Regions from separate parts of the Hordeum vulgare genome. Here region 2 is linked to region 1. The links are chromatin contacts, called in public Hi-C maps. All regions are on one chromosome and are shown on one strand. The core of a region is the stretch at or near the end of the contact, and the rest is flanking DNA. Distances in the headings are between cores, read along the strand shown. Region 1 holds the start of LOC123404229 (tyrosine-sulfated glycopeptide receptor 1-like). Region 2 holds the start of LOC123404642 (titin).

What was found. A called contact is a pair of places that touch in the nucleus more often than the background predicts.
Region 2: a Hi-C map of seedling shows a contact between it and region 1, with 4 times the contacts expected there. The contact joins the promoter of LOC123404642 here to the promoter of LOC123404229 in region 1. A contact is called at or near these places in 2 of 6 Hi-C or Micro-C datasets (leaf and seedling).

Annotation. Positions count from the first base shown.
Region 1 is chr6H:80,197,872-80,201,637 of MorexV3_pseudomolecules_assembly, reverse strand. It overlaps LOC123404229 (tyrosine-sulfated glycopeptide receptor 1-like), which reads left to right and starts at 2,230. Exons shown (of 1, transcript XM_045098143.1): 1 at 2,230-3,766. The coding sequence starts at 3,085. LOC123404232 (a long non-coding RNA gene) reads right to left here. Exons shown (of 2, transcript XR_006611694.1): 2 at 1,591-2,221.
Region 2 is chr6H:80,767,078-80,770,950 of MorexV3_pseudomolecules_assembly, reverse strand. It overlaps LOC123404642 (titin), which reads left to right and starts at 1,621. Exons shown (of 4, transcript XM_045098579.1): 1 at 1,621-3,873. The coding sequence starts at 1,691.

The sequences.
Region 1 (3,766 bases), core at 981-3,480:
CCCAAGTCTTCTGGCCGGCTAGGCATCACCTGCTGGCTAGAGGACGAGGCGGCCATCTTTTTGGCCGGCCAGGCAATCCGTGCCGGCTAGAATCAAGGCGGCCTCCTCTTCAGAGCCGGCCTGGTCCCTCCAGCCGGACTGGGGAGGAGGCGGCCACACTTAAGCCGGCTGGCCAAGCAGGCTAGCCGGCCGAGGATCACATGTCACATCAGATCGTAGGTCAGGATAAGACCTCACGATTAAAGGTAGCTACGCGTTAGCAAAGGTACTGGATCGGGGCGCCCGGTAGGTACAAGCGTCGACGGCCACGCCGCTAACCTACCCCGGCTCTGATCCATCACCTAGCATAGTGTCGGACCGTCACACTCCCACTCCATTACTGCACGGCGTGGGGAACAGTGGAGGCGGCCGTACTACCTGCCCATGAAGAATCTCGCGGGGCGACGTTTGACGTACATCGCGTGCTCGGCGTCAACCTTACGCGAGAGCCTCATTGGCCAGCCGGTGGGTCCCACAAGCAATCGAGACCATGCAGCCGGCGGGTCCCCCAGCGATAAGACAAGATTCCTGTGGGCCCCTGGCCAGCCGGGTCCCACACTTGTACCCTTTATCCATATTGTAGGCTGGCGGGTTCGTCTATAAAACCCCCCGGTCGCCCTCCATGCAGGGGGGCCGATCATTCACCAGTCATTCGACACAACACATTCACCAACCACAGAGAGAGAGGTAGAGACGAGCCGGCTGCTCCCCTCTTCCTCCTCCCAACACAGCTCCAGGAGCGACATTGTACTCTGTTCATATACATCAAACACTCCGGCAGGTTTAGGGGTATTATCTGTACGGAGAGCCCTGAACCTGGGTACATCGTGCGTCCCATGCGTGTACCAACCTCGTTCCCAGCGTCCACCTTTGTCCCCTCGGTTCTCACCGACTTTAGCCTACCTATGGCATATGTTGTGAGTATTCACCGATAGGGGGCGTACTGGGAACCGCCTCGATCTGCCAACGTCGATTGGATGCGAGCCACGTCAATTTGGGACGAGAGTGGAGCTGCCTCGACTGGAGATTGGAGCCGCCTCGGCTGGAACTCCGATTGGGGCGGGATTGGAGCCGCCTCGACCGAAACTCCTCCACGTGAGAGCGGGACGAGACGAGCGGGATGGGGTCGACGCGACGCAACGAGAATCTCATGACGAGGCGAGCGGGACGAGGTCCGGCACCAGATGGGGAAGATTACATCGGGAAGAGCACGAGTTGCGCGTGCGAAAAAAGAACCTAGGCTCTAATACCATGTTAGAAAAGCAACTTGTATTTCCACGAGACCATAGGCCAGTATATATACATGTACAGGTGGTGGACTATATGCAGGAAACCCCTTATATATTGGGATAAATACAAAAGGGTACAAAAGAATGCACTGCTGCAGGCCTTAATTATGGAGAGCATCAGCCACTTGCTATATTTTTTTCCTCAACCAGAGAGCAAAATCATTAACCACATGTACATGGATCAATGATAGAGTACATCATCTAAGAAATAATAATGATACAGTGCAGCTAGCATCAGCACATCATCAGCCACGCACTGAACTAGGCGTAGTACTACTAGAAAACAAATATGATTCTTAACATCAATTATTCAACTCCCACAAAAAACAAGATCAATTATTCAACTCCCGCAAAAAAACAACACCAAGTGTATTCAACTAAAGTATGGAAAAATTATTCCACACAGCTCAAGCACTTCCACAACCACAAGCATCAGAGCCAAGTGATAACCAGCCGGCCTTCCAGTGCCAGGGCTCACACGCTACCCAGTTTACTTTGAACAGCTTCCAAATTCAGATGAAAACCACAGTCCATGGTTCACAAATAATAGTGCGCCGGTGGAGCCAGAAGAATGGAAAAAGAACAGCAAATGTATCCATCAGCCGAAGCTCGCACGCATGATAACTGATAAGGAAGTTCATGCTTCAGGTCAAGAGGATGGAACCGAGAACAGATACCCATCACTCCAGCAGGTCAACCATCTACCGCGCTCATTCAATACATATTTGCACTTCTTCTTGCCCTCCACTTGCGTTTATCCACACACTGATTGAGACACCCATGTTTGCTCTAGATCGCAAGCACCTTTCGGAAATGATCTCCCCATGCAACATCTCTCCGGCTGAATATTTTGCATATCTTTACCAACTGTTTTTTTCAGAAGACGGCTTTTCCTGTTCACCAAAAAGGCAAAGGATGTGGGTACAGGTTAGATTTGTTTAGTGAAGCCGGTAAGAGAGTGATGTCAGGGCAAGTAAACTAAGGCATGTTGTGGCTGGCCAACTTGGACCATTGCTGGACCACTGACAGACTGAGCTGCCACGGCATGCAGCACCACCCCTGGTGTGTCCTATGCGATCAGGAGCCGGAAACGATGTACCACCTGCTAGTTGCGTGCCCCTTCTCTCGGCAAATTTGGCACAATGCCCTCTCTTGGCTCCGCCTGACCCGACCCAGGACGACAACCTAAAGGACTGGTGGCGGCAAGCCAAACAGGCCACGCCGCGGCCAATGCAAAAAGGGCTTGCATCGGCGGTCCACTTGCGGCGTGGATGATCTGGAAGCAGCGGAATGCCTGCGTGTTCGACGCCGCACAACCATCCTCAACCCAGCTCATGGCGAGAATCAAAGACGAGGCTACACTCTGGGTCCGGGCAGGCGCCACTGGCCTGGGACTGGGGCGTACACTAATTTTCTTGCATTTTGATCCTGTATCTCTCCTGCTCGGAGACCTGTACTGCTAAACTCTCCTTCTATTCAATGAAATGAAACACAAAGTCTTTGCGTTTTCCCGAAAAAAAAATCATCAAAGATTGAGGATGACTGGAAAATCTACAGTGCAGTTTATTTTTTGCACGGAAGAATGGGTAGTTGACTTGTAGTAGATTACAGCATGCAACCAATAATAGTGAAGCACTGAAACATCAGTGCGAACTAGGAAGCTGTCTGGTGGGCTGGGGGCAGTTGTGTAAAATCCAATTTTCTTGACCCAAATTATTCATGGTGACTGGGTCTATGACTACGAGGGGCAGAACAAATGGAAGCAAGATCTCCTTTCTTTCCCTGTCATGCTCTTTCATGGTTAGACCACCATTGGTGCTTTATCCAGTCAGGGGACAACATAAGCTCACCAGAAACCATGCAGACACTCCATTTTCCCAACAAGACATACAAGATAGGGCACATACCTTCCCTTGGCCTTGCTCTTGTGCTGCTGATATGCTTGGCCTCTCCTACGAGTTCCTGCATGCAGCAGGAGAAGGGCTCCCTTCTTCAGTTCCTCGGCGGGCTCTCACGTGATGGTGGCCTCGCTGTGTCATGGAAGAATGGCTCAGATTGCTGCCAGTGGGAAGGGATCACCTGCAGCACAGATGGGATTGTTACGGATGTCTTGCTGGCTTCTAGGAGTCTTCAGGGGCACATCACACCTTCTCTTGGGAACATCACTGGATTGTTGCGCCTCAACCTGTCGAATAATCTGCTATCAGGTGGTCTACCGCAGGAACTGGTATCCTCCAGCAGCATCCTCATCTTAGATGTCAGCTTTAACCGTCTCGGAGGAGAGCTGCACGAGTTGTCGTCTGCCCATGCCCGGCCACTGAAGGTACTGAACATCTCGAGCAATTTGTTTACAGGACAGTTTCCGTCCTCCACATGGCAGGGGATGAAAAATCTGGTTGCACTCAATGCCAGCAACAACAGCTTTACTGGGCAGCTAC
Region 2 (3,873 bases), core at 372-2,871, 570 kb before region 1:
TATGCAAAACTTAGCTCCACCGGCCAAATATGCATGAAGAGATAGTTGATTATTATTTTACTCCCTCTCTTTGATGATTTGCCGGCATATTCATTATGCTGACCTACACGGCTGCAACGTATCATGTTGCAGAGTACTTTTCCGACCAGGAGTGAGGCTACGATCTACGCTCAGCGACATGCCCTTGGAGTCGGATGGACTCGTCTACCTGATGCTTCCGCTTAGTCTTCGTTAGATAATCTCATGAGTTGGCCTTCAGCCACTTTATTGTAATCCTTTATTGTAATAAAGTACTATTTATGAGATTTCGATTAATAAAGCTGTGTGATTGCACTCTTGAATATATACATTATGTACTATGTGTGTACCAGCATGATCTTGGGATGGTACAGAAACACCAGAGGCTTGACTCGTCTTGAGTCGGGTCGCTACAGCACTGAATTAATAAGTTAGTCCCAGAAAGTAAATAAAAGGCATGCAAAACATCCAAAGTTTGTCAAGATAATAGCATGAAACCATAAAAAATTATAGATACGTTGGAGACGTATCAATGACAGAATGTCACGCGATGTAATGAAGTCCTTGTAGCTTGCTACGACTCGTTTACACATGCTGATGACCGACACATGCATTGTTGAGTTATATATGTTTGTTCCTGTATGGTTGTTCCACTAGGTGTATAAATAGTCACGTCGACCCGGGTTTTTTGACGTATGATTTCTAGCGACATATTCATATACGTGAGCCGAAAGACGTAAACAGTCCCAACCAAGATAAGGTGACAGTTGTGGAAATTATCGTGCGTGAGGACGCAAAGTGATATGATGTGTTACATGCTAAAATTATATGACTTAGGATCGGGATCCCGACAGCTTAAATCACTGGGATTGGAAGTCACTATATATCTTGTTTCTACAATCCACTGAAGCATAGACACTCCCCTAAACTAACATGCAAGGATGAGTGTGCGAACCAACATGTGGTTGGATGGTTACATGACAGTGATATCCTCATCCCATCAGAGATCAAGACCCGATGCTCGCAATTTTCTTGGATTTATTTCAGGATATCCGGTGATGCACATTTAATGGTAGGAGACGTTCTTGTCGACGACGAGACGTCTACGATGACTTTGTAAATCTCAAGATGATATATTAGCTCAATCTTTCAGAGATGCTCATAGAGATAGGATGTGTGTATGCGTTCATAAGATGAATGTATGCGTGTTTAGATGAACGATTACGTGTATTGTACTATGTTAAAAAACATGCAGGATGAGTGTTGTATCTATACTTGGGCATGGGCAGCCCGACCCGACCTGACCCAAAAATTCCGAACTGGGCCGGGCCTATTTGTCCCATCGGACCGAGCTTGAGCCAAAAAGTTGAACCCGATGATCAGTTCGGGCCGGGCTTGAGTCTATGAAAAAAATAAAATTATGTCACGCATAGGCTAGGCATATCGGGTTTTTTTTGGTTCGGCCCAGGCTTGGGCCTAAAATTTAGTTCCGATGCCTGGGTTTTTAGCGTCAGGCTTTTTTTGCCCGGCCTGGCCCGGCCCGAGTAATGCTAGGTATAGTTGTGCCCATCCACCCAACCCACCTAAAAAAAGAGCGTAGGATTTGGGTAGAGAAAAATTCGCCCATTCCGAGCGAGAGTGGGGAGGGGAAAGGTCCAATCCCGCATCACCAATGTCCACGGCGGAGGCGGCGGAGAGTGTGGCGACGCGGCAGAAGAAGAAGAAGAAGCCGAAGCTGAAGCACGTGGAGGTGGGGGTGGCTCGGTCGCAGTCTCCCCATGCCTCCGAATCCCTGCCTGCTGCCCCGTTCCTTCAAACCCCAACCCAATCCCCGGCTCCCGGAACCCCAATCCCGCAAGAGGCGGGGGCGGCGGCGACCAAGGAGAGGAAGATCCGTAAGGAGCAGAAGGCGGCCTCACCGCTTCTTCCCCCAAAACCTAATTTGGAAGAGGGGGAGGAGGGGGCCGGGATGGCGACGACGAAGAAGAAGCAGCAGAGGAGGAAGGAGATTATGCCGTCATCTCCTTGTGCCTCCGCCGCTAAAGCCCCGATCTTGGAGCCGGAGGGGAAGGTGACAAAGAAAAAACGGAAGAGGAGGATGGAGCAGGAGCAGGAGCAGGAGCCATGGGGCAAATCGCCGTTGCCACTTCACTCCGGTCATGCCTGTAACCCATGCCTTCGCTCCCCCGCTCCCGAAATCCTAACGTTGACAGAGGCGGTGGCGATGATAAGGGAGAGGAACAGGCCTAGTAAAGAGCACAGGTTGGATGTGTTGCCTTTTGCCCAAAATCCTACCTTTGAGGAGGAGCGAGGGAAGAAGAAGAAGAAGGAGCACAAGCGTGTGGAGCAGAGGTTTCTATCTCCTTCTACATCTGTTGCTGCTGAGGCCCCAATTCGGGAGCAGGAGATGAAGATTATCAAGAAACAACCATCCGACCAATCCCAGGAGCCATCAGGCAACTCGCCATTGCCACTTCACCTCGGCCATGCCTGTAACCCTCTACCAGCTGCCCCACTCCTTCAGCCCCCGGCGCCCGAAATCCTAACGTTGACAGAGGCGGCGGCGATGATAAGGGAGATGAACAGGCCTAGTAAAGAGCACAAGGTGGAGGCGCTTCCTTTTGCCCCAAATCCTACCTTTGAGGAGGAGCGAGGGAAGAAGAAGAAGCACAAGCGTGTGGAGCAGAGGTTTCTATCTCCTTCTACAGCTGTTGCTGCTGAGGCCCCAATTCGGGAGCAGGAGATGAAGATGATCAAGAAACAATCATCCGACCAATCCCAGGAGCCATCAGGCAACTCGCCGTTGCCACTTCACCTCGGCCATGCCTGTAACCCTCTACCAGCTGCCCCACGCCTTCAGCCCCCGGCGCCCGAAATCCTAACGTTGGCAGAGGCTGCGGGGATGATAAGGGAGAAGAACATGCCTAGTAAAGAGCTCAAGTTGGATGTGTTGCCTTTTGCCCCAAATCCTACCTTTGAGGAGGAGCGAGGGAAGAAGAAGAAGAAGGAGCACAAGCGCTTGGAGCAGAGGTTTCTATCTCCTTCTACATATGTTGCTGCTGAGGCCCCAATTCGGGAGCAGGAGATGAAGATGATCAAGAAACAACCATCTGACCAATCCCAGGAGCCATCAGGCAACTCGCCATTGCCATTTCACCTCGGCCATGCCTGTAACCCTCTACCAGCTGCCCCACTCCTTCAGCCCCCGGCGCCCGAAATCCTAACGTTGGCAGAGGCCGCGGCGATGATAAGGGAGAGGAACAGGCCTAGTAAAGAGCACAAGTTGGATGTGTTGCCTTTTGCCCAAAATCCTACATTTGAGGAGGAGCATGGGGAGGAGGCCATGATGGCGAAGAAGAAGAAAAAGTGCAAGTGCGTGCAGCAGACATTTGTTGCTGCTGAAACTCCAATTCAGGAGCAGGAGGTGAAGGTGACCAAGAAACGGAAGCAGAGGAGGGGGCTGGAACCATCCAGCAACTTGCCGTTGCCACTTCACCCCAGCCATGTCTCCGTGCCCAAACTCGCTGCCCCATTCCTTCAGTCACCTGCTCCCGAAATTATAACGTTGGGAGAGGCGGGGGCGGCGGTGAAGATAGGGAAGAGAAAGATGCGTAAGGAGCAGAAGGTGGCTGCACTGTCTTTTGCCCAAAATCCCACCTTGGAGGAAAAGCAGGGGGAGGAGGCCATGACCGCGACGATTAAAAAGGAGCGCAAGCGTGTGGAGCAGATACTGTCATCTCCTACATCCGTTGTTGCTGAAACTCCAGTTCAGGAGCAGGAGGTGAAGGTGACCAAGAAACAGAAGCAGAGGAGGGCAACATTGCCACTTGACCCTTGCCAGAGTCGCTGTGTTCA